3 separate regions of the Mus musculus genome follow, and all the other regions are linked to region 1. The links are chromatin contacts, called in public Hi-C and promoter capture Hi-C maps. All regions are on one chromosome and are shown on one strand. The core of a region is the stretch at or near the end of the contact, and the rest is flanking DNA. Distances in the headings are between cores, read along the strand shown.

Region 1 (3,605 bases), core at 825-3,324:
ACACTGCTTGAAAGAAAGGAGAAAACAATGATGAAGAAAGCGAGGCTTACAGATGAGCAACCAAGCCTGGCGTGGTGCTGCATACCTTTAATCCCAGTGCTCATAGGCAGAGGCAGATGGACCTCTGTGAACCTGATGCTAACCTGGTCTATGAAACAAGTTCTAGGTCATCCAGGGCTGTTGTTCAAGACAGGAAAAAACCTTGTCTTGAAAAACAAGTAAAAGAGAGCAAGAAAGCAAGAAAACAACCAACATTTCTGAGTTCTTACAATATGCTGAGATCTTGACCATGGTTCCTGGCAATGTAATGTCTACTCATGCTTACGGGTATTCAAAATGTACATTCAGCATTCCAAACAATCTATCTGGGCAACAAAGCAGGGCAGGCAGACTCTGCTAGGTCACGAAGAGATGGTAGAAAGATAGGAAGCATCCTTCCCTTATTTCTTTCCCTTATATCACACACACACATATATCCCATATATGTATACCCTTTATATTGCAGCTTTTCCTTATACCTCTATGAAAAAAGTCAGGTTTTGCCTAAACACTCCTTTTAGCTAAGTAGTAGCTATCAAGTTCTCCACTGTTATAAATGGTGACAGTCTCATAGATTACACACTATACAGCATTTATTTAAGGTAAAAAAATATAAATCAGTATAAATTCTGAAATACTCCTTTTAAATATTCTTTCCAGTACAATGATCACTATTCAATGATCCCAGTAAAGTGCCAGCCTCATCAAAAACTACGTGGGACAGTCATAATTACACTGTTTCAAATACCCTCAAACCCTAGACAACACGACCCTAATAGCTGCTACTCTTCTGTAAGTGAAGTAAGATTTTTTAGGTCACACAGTCCCATCACTCTAGCTGTGTGAACCAGGGGTAGCTATACTACTTAACTTGCAGTTAAAACTAGGAACAATAAGGGTGAAATATAATCACCTGCCACAAAAAGGATGTTTCCCCCAAAGAGTATAACGAGTAAGAGTAGTCTGCTTCCCCACTCTCTAGCCAAGTTCTCTGCCCAGTATTTGGCATTCAGGCAAGCTGGATTCAAACTCTAAAGCAACTCGTTCAATTACTTTGACCTCTTGCTGCCTGTTTCATCTCTAACCAGGGCACAAACCTGCTAGGAGTAAATGAAATATTGCCCACATAGAGGACAGCATGTGACAGATTGTAACATACAAACAAACAAAACAAACCCTCAAAAATGAACAAAACAACCTAGCAGCACTAGCCATCCATTCATCCGGCCACTTCCTCGGCTTTACTGGTTCTTTCTACAAACTAAATGCAGAAGAAGTCTCCATTTCCGCAAGACCTTTCTAATGCGGCTGCAAATGTGGCCGTGACAACCAGAGATAAAATGAGGTGAAATTAAACATTCAGTTCTTCAGCGGCTCGAGACACATTCCCAGTGTTCTAGCTACACGTGGCCAGTGACGGACCGAACTTTCCAAAGGTGCTGTAAAGTTCTGTCAGCCCCTGGCTGGCCCAGGGACCCACGGCCTGCCTGGGCCCACGGCTCTGGCAGGGGTCCGGCAGGGGAGTCTCGAGATCCTGGGAAGCCCACGGGAAAGCCGGGTGCAGCCTTACTGCGGAGGTCGCGGAAAGACATGGCGCTCTGGTCCCCAAGAGTCCACTGGGGCGCCGCTGCCCGTCTCTGTAGAGTTCGCAGGCCCAGCGCTCTCCGGTCTCTATAGCAACGCTCAGAGGCCTTGGACAGCGTGCGGACCAGGCCAAACAGGACAGGAAGCGAAGAGGGGTGGTGAGCGCAAGCGCAGGACACAGACCAACAGGTGGCGCCAAGCACCTTGCGAGCTGCGCAACGTCATAGTCTTTCAGAGAGCGCTTTTGGCTCTGGTCCCGTTGGAACTCTCATTACCTCACTGATATATGGAGCACATTATAACCTTTTGTGACCGAGTCTCCTTTGTATTTGTAAAAGCATAGCTAAACCCCGCAGTCGAAGCCTCATAAAGTATCCACAGAATGACAGGAACGAAGATACCCTACCCTGGGCAGAATTCGAGACCTGTACCCGGAAGGCTTTTGTGCACGCACAGCTAGTCAGTATTCCCGACAAGCCGGAAATTGGCGCCCAGACTCGCGCGCCAGAGGTTGCCCTGGAAACTGTGGAGCGAGGTAGTGCTGGTGTACCACGCCTAGGGTGTCAGGGTCAGCACAGGCTCTACAGAGAACTCTCCTTGGTGACTGCTACGAGTCGAGGACAACCGCGACAAAAGCAGGGCTGGAGAGAGGAGAGCTGTGCCAGGAAGGGTGGGCGATAAGGAAAATGGGTAGGTGCAAGAAGTAAAGGTGCCCTTGGCTAGAACACGGTGGTACTGACCAAGAGTAGATACTTAAGGACAAAAATATGTGGGGTAGGGCCATACATTCGTGGCTAGTCTAACATGGGGGACAATGCATTTGAACAGTCTTTGCAACAAATGGTTTTGAAACAATGAGCAATCCATAGCAAATTAATATCTATGTAAAAAACAATGGTTCATACACCTAGATGTAAAACCTAGAACTAAATTTTCTATAATGAAACAGAGTTGTGGTGGAGTTAAGATTCTAAAGAACCTGTAGTTTTATATTTCTACCAGCAGAATAATTGTTCCAGTTTGTCAGAATGCACAGGAAAAAAATTGGCATTATCTACATACTGCTTAACCTATGAGAAAATGGATAATTAGACAAGTGTCACCCAGAACCATCTTCTCAGCATGATTCAGATCTCTACAGGTTTGTTCTCCAAATCCTCGTTCTCCCTGCCACAAATGAGGAAGCCTAGCGAATGACTTTCCAGCATACCAAAGCCAATTTGTCTTATGTGGCTTGCTCTGAATCTAACATCAACAAATTTACCCTAGGTTTCTGGTCTCTTCCCTTGCCCGCCTCCCTCCTTGCCCCTGACATACCATACTCTCCCAAACTAGGAGGTCCAGGAAGACTAGTCTTTACTGTGACATCATAAGGACCAGTTGCTATGGGAGACCTGCAGATCCACCCCCTAGACAGGGGAGAGCAGGCCCTACTGCACAGAAGGCCTGGCCACTCCTCCCCCACCATACTGGCCCTCCATGGAAGCCTTGGTCTGTGCATTCTCTGAGCTTCGAATAAGAGAAGGTGCCTGGCTGCAGGGAGGAGCAGCAGCAGAGATGCCACACTGTCCCAACCTGGGCCCAAAGCTACTGGGGAGAGCCCAGGGATGTGCATGCTTGGGAAGGGAGTAACTCCTGATCTAGGCTATATGACTGGGCCAGGCATGCCCTCTTGTACCCACTGTGCTTATATACACTGGTGCCAGCATACTCTTTTTAGAGTAGAGAGCACAAAACGAGCTTGAAGTGCTCAACGGGATCTCAGTGCCAAAGTCCTGGGCTGCTTGGGCGCCTCTGTTAGGGGAGCAGCGGAGTAGTGGGAATAGACAGGAACTAAGACTGGATAGCCAGGGAGTAGAAGCTACGTATGAGTTGGTACTTGCATTTCCCCCAGATGCTGTTCCCACTGGCCATCACCCTCCTGCTCTCTCTCTCTCTCTTGCAGATGCAGTGAGCTGGGCCCCAGGACGCCCCAGCCACCC
Region 2 (3,605 bases), core at 402-2,901, 1.3 Mb before region 1:
GGCTCAGTCTGCTGCCTGCCTCTGAGTGGCGGTGGCTGTTGGACATCTTAGACATCACTTGGCTTGTGGCTGCCCCTCTCCAGTGGCTGCAATGCCTCCATGTGGCCCTGCCTCCCCTGTGTGTATCTGCCTCTTCTCAGTACAGCAGTCAGACTAGGTTTGCAATCCCCTGAGTTCTAGGATGACCTCATCTAAACAAATTGTGCCTAAGAAACCCAGACATACAAAGAAACCCATTCTGAGGCCTTGCAAAGACCATGAGTTTTGGGAAGGACAAGGCTCAGTACAGATGGCTGAGCCTGATCACACACAGACCCCAAGAAGCATGGCTCTGGTTTCAAGCACACACACTGCTCACTGTAGACAGAAAGGGGCTTAAACCTATTCAAATCCCTGGCACCTACTAGATTGACAATGCCCCTGAGGAGGTCAGGAACTGGACTTTGCGTTGGGCTCTGCCTTTGGGTAAGCCCTAAGAAGAGCAGCCTCTGACAGGCAGCACTGAAGCACAAGCCGTGCTTCAAGGGGACACTCGCCAGGAGGATCCCAGGCTCGGGACTTACTATAACACAGGACACTTGTCACCTGAAAGCTTGAGTCAGTCAGTTATTATGGTCTGTGTGTGAGATACAAGTGGGTGCATAGGCAGTGGTGCACACATGTAGATCAGACTTTCTACAGCCAATTCTCTTCTTCCTCCTCTCCATGGGTTCAGGGTCTTCATCTCAGGTTGCACAGCGAGTTCATTTATGTGCTGTGCCATCTCGCCAGTCGTTCCTATATCCTAGAGGAAAACTAGTTTCTTCTGGTCAAGAGGAGGAAAGAGTGGAGACCTGTCATTCTAAGATACCCAAAACAGGGCCAGGTTGGGGACCTGTGCCTTTAATCCCATCACTTGGGGATTAGGTAGAAGCAAGAGGCTCTAGACCAGTCTACACACTGAATTTCAAGCCAGCCTACCTATAAATCAGAGACCCTGCTTCAAAAATAAAATTAAACAAAAACGAAGATAAACCAAGCTACCCAAAACACAAGAGTTAATCCAGTCAGACAGGTCTAGCAAATGCTAGGATGAAAGGTGTGCACCACCACGAGTGGGCTGCAAGCCTCTCTCTCTCTCTCTCTCTCTCTCTCTCTCTCGTTTGTTTTGTTTTTCGAGACAAGGTTTCTCTGTGTAGCCCTGGCTGTCCTGGAACTCACTCTGTAGACCAGGCTGGCCTCGAGCTTCACTCTTAAAAGTTCCTCTTCCTCCTCCTCCATCTTTTCCTCCTCTTACCCCCTAGGCTCCTTTTCCTCTTCTTGTCTTTCAGATAAAGTCTCAAGTAGTCCAGACTGGTCTCAAACTAACTAACTAGCCAAGAATAGCCAACCTCTTAACTTCCGATTCTCCTGCCTCTGCTGAATGCTGGGGTTGTGGCGTGGGCCACCACTTCTGGTTTGTGCAACACAGAAGGAACTAGGGCTTTAAGCACGAGAAGCAAGTTCTGTACAGACTTACACAGGCCCAGCATCTGTTCTTGCAATTTTCTGTAAGTTTGACATAATATGAGAATAAAAAGCTATCTATCTCCCTTCCAGCCTTACCCTCTCTGATGGAATTCGAATGCGTAATCAAAGCACCCAACAGCCTGGCCTGGAATCACGTGGGGCGAGCCCACGTGACCGGAGCACCAATCCAATATGGCGGCGCCCAGGGGGCCCGGGCTGTTCCTCATACCCGCGCTGCTCGGCTTACTCGGGGTGGCGTGGTGCAGCCTAAGCTTCGGGTGAGTGCAGCCGCCGGGGCCAGCCTGGCTGGGGTCCACCTTTCCTGAGCGCTCTCAGGCACAGCCCTCCGACCTCACGATCGCCCCGTCCCTGCAGGGTTTCCCGCGACGATGACCTGCTGCTGCCTTACCCACTAGCGCGCAGACGTCCCTCGCGAGACTGCGCCCGGGTGCGCTCAGGTAGCCCAGAGCAGGAGAGCTGGCCTCCGCCACCCACGAACCCCGGCGCCAGCCACCACGCGGCCGTGCGCACCTTCGTGTCGCACTTCGAGGGGCGCGCGGTGGCCGGCCACCTGACGCGGGTCGCCGATCCCCTACGCACTTTCTCGGTGCTGGAGCCCGGAGGAGCCGGGGGCTGCGCGCAGAAGCGCCGCGCTACTGTGGAGGACACAGCCGTCCCGGCCGGTTGCCGCATCGCTCAGAACGGTGGCTTCTTCCGCATGAGCACTGGCGAGTGCTTGGGGAACGTGGTGAGCGACGGGCGGCTGGTGAGCAGCTCAGGGGGACTGCAGAACGCGCAGTTCGGTATCCGACGCGATGGAACCATAGTCACCGGGTGAGGAGGCAGGGAGCCCCGGGGCTGTAGAGGGCAAAGGGTCTCTGATGTTCTTTCAGAGCCATGCCTCCGAGTCCAGGTCCCTAACCAAACTTCCTGTCTTTCTTCTTCCGAGTAATGACGCTGACACCTTCCTTCCTTTAAGTTTATTCATGTGCCACTGAATAATCTGTGATCAGGCCGTGTGTGGGGACTTGGGGAGGCGACCGTGAGCCTGAACACAGTTTGTGCCCTAGTGAACTTTGTGTAGTATTAGAGAAACATTTCGTGTTCAACGAAGCCATGGAACCAATTGGAAATAGTGTAGAGTTTATGGAGCAGTCCCAGACAGCTAGCTGGAGGCCTTTTGCTGTCCTGATAAAAATCCAGGTTAGACAAGGAGCTTGTTGAGGGCAGCCTTTGGAAGTTTCTGTGTTTCTTGAAATTTGACAGCAGCCAGAGTTGACAGCAGGCAGGCAGGAGTAGAAGGTAGCGCCATCTGGTGTTCCAGTTCTCTTCCAAGGTTCCGTTTTTTGCCAAGGCTGGGAAGTGGGCTTTCCCCAACTCTTCTCAGCCCTTGGTTGCAATTTCTGGGCCTGCCCATGTATCTGGTTCTTCATCCTTCAACATCAGCCAGTGTCACCACTGTTGATCTTAGGTTTTCACAGATCCTAAAACTTCTGCCAGTGACCAGCGCCTGCAGTTTCTCTTCCCTGGCTCTGTCCTTCAACCTCTCTACATTCCAGCCATCTCCCTTGCTCCTCTCTTGGACTCCCTTCCAGACTTGTTGTCATGATCACTGTCTCAGTACCCCTATTGCTCCTTTACAATGGTCCACTGACCTGCTCACCTCCTACTTTTTTTTTTTAAATGTGTGTGCATCTGTGTGTGCCTGAGGGGAGACCAGAGTTTGATTTCAAATGTCTTCTATTCTCTTTTCCTCCATCTTATTTTCTAACACAAAATCTGAATCTAGAGATCACTGGTTCAGTTAACCTGGCTGGCCGGCAAACCCCAGGGCCCTCCTGCTTCCCTCTGTCCACCCCACCCCAGCACTAAGGCTACAGTGTGTGCTGTTCCAGCCAGCTTTCTCATGGGTGCTGAGGATCTGAACGCAGGTTCACATGTGTGGTGGGAAGGCTTTTACCCAATGCTCTGTCTTTCCAGCCCATCCTCCCTTGTTAACTGCCAAACAGCTGCCTATCCTGTCCATGTGTAGCTCACTGCTACTTCTTTTATTATGAGGTCAGCACATGTTACTAAAGATGGCAAGAGAAGAAGGTTCTTTCATTGTGTCATAGCTA
Region 3 (3,605 bases), core at 533-3,032, 1.1 Mb before region 1:
AAACAGAAAAACTTGTATGCTAATTTTTTCATTAATTTCTTTCCCTATTTAATGGCTTTCCCTTTTTATTTTGAAAGGCAAAGTCCTACAAAAATGACAGGTTATTTTATATTTATTTTTGTTTCCTGTCTTCTTTCATTCTTTTGTTTGTTTGTTTGCTTGAGACAGGGTTCCTCTGTGTAGCCCTGGCTGTCCTGGAACCTCACTCTGTAGACCAGGCTGGCCTCGAACTCAGAAATCCACCTTCCTCTGCCTCCTGAGTGCATGTGCCACCACTACTCGGCTCCTGTCTTATTTCATTAACTAGAATTACAGGACATTAGACAATGTATCCTTTGTTCTATTCCTGACTTTGATGGGATTGTTTCTAAATTTAGTTGTAAAGATTTACATTTAAAGACAAGTCATTACAATATTCTTAAATTCCTGGAAAACTCTAATTTCTAAATTAAGAACATTTGTCAAATTTTATGAAATCTTAAATACACTTTAAATGGTCAGTTCGTGTTTAATTAACACACAATGTAAATGACAGTCCTTGAAAAATGTGGTACTTCTTCCAAAGAAAAAACAAGCTGGGGTCAACCACCCAGCTTCTCCACCACACCATCTCTCAGAGCAATTGACAACCAAAGCCTCTACAAGGACACTGCTTTGGGGAAAGGGGCGTGAACCCGTCACCTTCCGAGCAGGCGTTGACTTCAGAAAGTACAGCTGTAAGTTAAGTCCACCCTGACACAGACTCCTGCCGCCTTTTCTTGGGTGTGAGACTTTTCTTGCTCAAAGTCGAGCTTCAACTCGGTCTACGGAACTTAGGGCAGCCGCCCTGCCCCTCGGCAGGTACCAGTTCCCATTACTGTCACCTGTCTTCCAGCTGTCAAAACTTCTTGCAAAGTGTCACACTACTTACGAAGGCTAACGCGGGAGGCTGGACCAGACCGCGGCGCTCACCGTTGTCCCCAGAGCCGACGCGGGCCGTAGACGTCCCCCCGTGGTGGTCCTCATGCCGGCCCGGGACCCTCGGGTTGCGGCGCGGCTCAGCGGCCCGCTCCCGAGCGCTGCAGGCGGGCGCGCGGAGGGCCCGCGCCGCGGCCCATGGCCGGCTCCCCAGCCCGCGGGAAGGAAGCCTCTCGACAAACTGCCGCTTTCTCTTGTCAGCCAGCGGGGGGAGCCGAGATATGCCAAGTCCACGTCCAAGAAAACAAGTCGGGCGACGCCGAGGACGCTTGGCGGGGACGCCGCTCCGGAAGCCGACTGTCGAGCTGGGCGCTCCTCAGCAGTCTGGAGCTCCCGCCCCGAGCGCGGGCTCGCGGGCAACCGGGGCCTCTTCTGCCCCGGGCTGGGACCGAGACTGGCTTCCAGGCCGCGCCAGGGTCAGTCAGGGCAGCAACCGGACTCCAACACCTATCCGCCCGGGACCTCAGGCTCGGCAACGGCCCGGGGCCCGCGCCTGCCTAACAGCCGTAACGGAAGCAGCGGGAAAGACTGGAAATGAGTCTAGAGTCCCGGAAGCGAGCGGGCAGCACAGTCGGCTCCCTTTCGCGCTAGTCCGGCCGCGCCGCCTCCGCCGCCGCTGCTTTGGACCGCGGATGCTTCGTTGTCACGAGCCGGAGGGGAGGGGGGAGGCGGGAGCTTGGAGTCTCTGGGCTTCGACGCGCTGAGAGCGCGGCGCTCAAGTCACGTGCCTCCAAGCAGTCCAATGGACGGCCGCGGCGCGGTGACGTCAGCGCATCCGCTAGGCGGATGACAGCAAACACCCGTCACGTGGTCAGGCCAACTCCAATGGGCGGTGCCGCGGCGACCTGAAGTTCCCGGCTGCCCGTGCGGCGGCGGTGGTTGGGTGGTAAGATGGCGGCTGTGAGTCTGCGGCTCGGCGACTTGGTGTGGTGAGTCCTGGCGACCAGCGCTGAACGAAAGACGGCGCGAAGCTGCTTTTCCTGGTCGCAGGGTTGCCAGCTGGCCCAGGAGTAGTTTTATTATGCACTCCGGACGGCGGAGAGTGGGGAAGAGGAGGTGCCGCCGCGGTGTGAACGACGCTTGAGCGGAAGAGGCTGTCCGGTCCCCGGGGGACCGAGGCCGAGAGGGGCCGCGGCGGTCCCTGCTCTGAACCCTGAGGCCATCCCAGGGGAGGGTTACGGCTCTAGAACTCTGGCTCCAGCTGCCACTGCAGAGAACTCTGGCGTGGCGTGGAGTCCCAGGGTCTCTCCGGACCTCCTCTCAAAGCAGGAGAGGATACCTTGCTAGAGACAGAGCCGTCCATACCCGCGTTCGGTTGGGACAGACGTGGGCTCGAGGCTTGGTTCCAGGTGGCGAAATCCGACTGCCCGGCGCTGCCCCATGAAGAAACCGAGGGGAGGGTGACTTCTCCTTTGCAAATGATGGCTAGGCGGTGATCCAGTGCCTCTCGTTCTGTTCCTTGTGTCCCCTGCAACAGCCAAAACCAAGAGTGACCATTGTCTCCTTGGAACTGCGTAGTTTCCCTACCTAGAGGAAGGTTTCCATGATCATTTGTCAAAGGAAAGCCGATCATGGGGTGAATTAAATCAGTCTTAGGGAAGTCTGTGTTTACAGAGAGAAGTTTCCAACACTCTCCCAGGGAGGTACCAGACCAGTGACGTCCTGATGGTTTTGTTTTTCTATGTTCCTTCTCGGGAAGAGTGCACAGATCTCAGGCACACACACACACACACACACACACACACACATATATATATATATACAGTTTTGTATGTAATATGTGAGGGCCCTGAGCCCAGCTGTGAAAGACCCATCTGGTTTGCCTGCTTTTGTTCTGGCCCTTTTGTTCAGCCTAGAGTTAGAAGCATAGATTGCTTGTTGAGTGGGCTGAAGGAGATGGACTGGCTTTTCCAGGGCAAGTTCTGACTGTTTGTATTATTTTCTCTAGGGGGAAACTGGGCCGGTATCCTCCCTGGCCAGGAAAGGTGAGTGCATTGTTGGTTTTAAAAGAAGGTAGTTGAAGCTAAGGGAGAGGGTTAACATGTTGAATTTCCTCCATTCTCTAACACTGACTTAAAATGGGCTCATTTTGATAAAATGTAGTGTTTTGCCTCCAGTTATCAGTCGGTTTTGAAAGTTATAGCATAAACCAGAGTGTTTAAATATGAGGTAATCACTTCAGTCAGAGGGCTTGTGAAATTGGTTGGTTTTTTATCTTGGAAATCAATTGTAATCAAAATGTAGCATGCTAAAATCTAAGGATGAAGAAACAGATTCTCCAGGAAGAGGGAAGTCTAAATGTAGGTTAGTGAAAAGCTAAAGTATTTTTGTCCCAACTAAGTTTAAATCTTCTTCCCCTGTTACCATATGTGCTGCTCCAGTGCATCTCTGCAGAAGATGGCATTCCAGATTTTTCAAGAGGTGGTCCATCATAGCTTTCCAAATGTTCTGGCTTTTTAGTCTTGCTAGGAATCCAGGAAATGTCTGAAGACTCTTTGCAATATGGTATTTCCTGTGCCTTGGTGGTCCCCTATTTTCACTGCTTCCTGTCTTAACTCTTGCTACCCACAACAAAAGTATTTTAAAGAATATTTTCTGTTTCTTCATTAATCACATCACATGGAGGGAGGGGTGATGTTGCTGTTAGT

What was found. Promoter capture Hi-C pulls out the DNA fragments that hold promoters and counts their contacts. A called contact is a pair of places that touch in the nucleus more often than the background predicts.
Region 2: a promoter capture Hi-C map of liver shows a contact between it and region 1, with 5 times the contacts expected there. The contact joins the promoter of Nagpa here to the promoter of 1700037C18Rik in region 1. A contact is called at or near these places in 4 of 39 promoter capture datasets (cranial neural crest, liver, maxillary cranial neural crest and 1 more), 1 of 484 Hi-C or Micro-C datasets (CD4 T cells) and 1 of 9 other capture datasets (adipose tissue).
Region 3: a contact with region 1 is called in a Hi-C map of CD4 T cells, with 4 times the contacts expected there. The contact joins the promoter of Glyr1 here to the promoter of 1700037C18Rik in region 1. A contact is called at or near these places in 2 of 39 promoter capture datasets (liver and pre-B cells), 1 of 484 Hi-C or Micro-C datasets (CD4 T cells) and 1 of 115 datasets of contacts at active chromatin or transcription factors (microglia).

Annotation. Positions count from the first base shown.
Region 1 is chr16:3,907,158-3,910,762 of GRCm38.p6, reverse strand. 1700037C18Rik (RIKEN cDNA 1700037C18 gene) reads left to right here and starts at 2,074. Exons shown (of 3, transcript NM_028484.2): 1 at 2,074-2,313; 2 at 3,569-3,605. The coding sequence starts at 2,310. It overlaps Cluap1 (clusterin associated protein 1), which reads right to left and starts at 1,754. Exons shown (of 12, transcript NM_029738.2): 1 at 1,610-1,754. The coding sequence starts at 1,631. Gm41410 (predicted gene, 41410) reads left to right here and starts at 2,110. Exons shown (of 4, transcript NR_153801.1): 1 at 2,110-2,158; 2 at 3,569-3,605.
Region 2 is chr16:5,202,058-5,205,662 of GRCm38.p6, reverse strand. Nagpa (N-acetylglucosamine-1-phosphodiester alpha-N-acetylglucosaminidase) reads left to right here and starts at 1,651. Exons shown (of 10, transcript NM_013796.3): 1 at 1,651-1,766; 2 at 1,864-2,322. The coding sequence starts at 1,681.
Region 3 is chr16:5,048,087-5,051,691 of GRCm38.p6, reverse strand. Glyr1 (glyoxylate reductase 1 homolog (Arabidopsis)) reads left to right here and starts at 1,782. Exons shown (of 16, transcript NM_001079814.1): 1 at 1,782-1,886; 2 at 2,906-2,942. The coding sequence starts at 1,849. Ubn1 (ubinuclein 1) reads right to left here and starts at 1,635. Exons shown (of 19, transcript NM_026666.4): 1 at 911-1,635.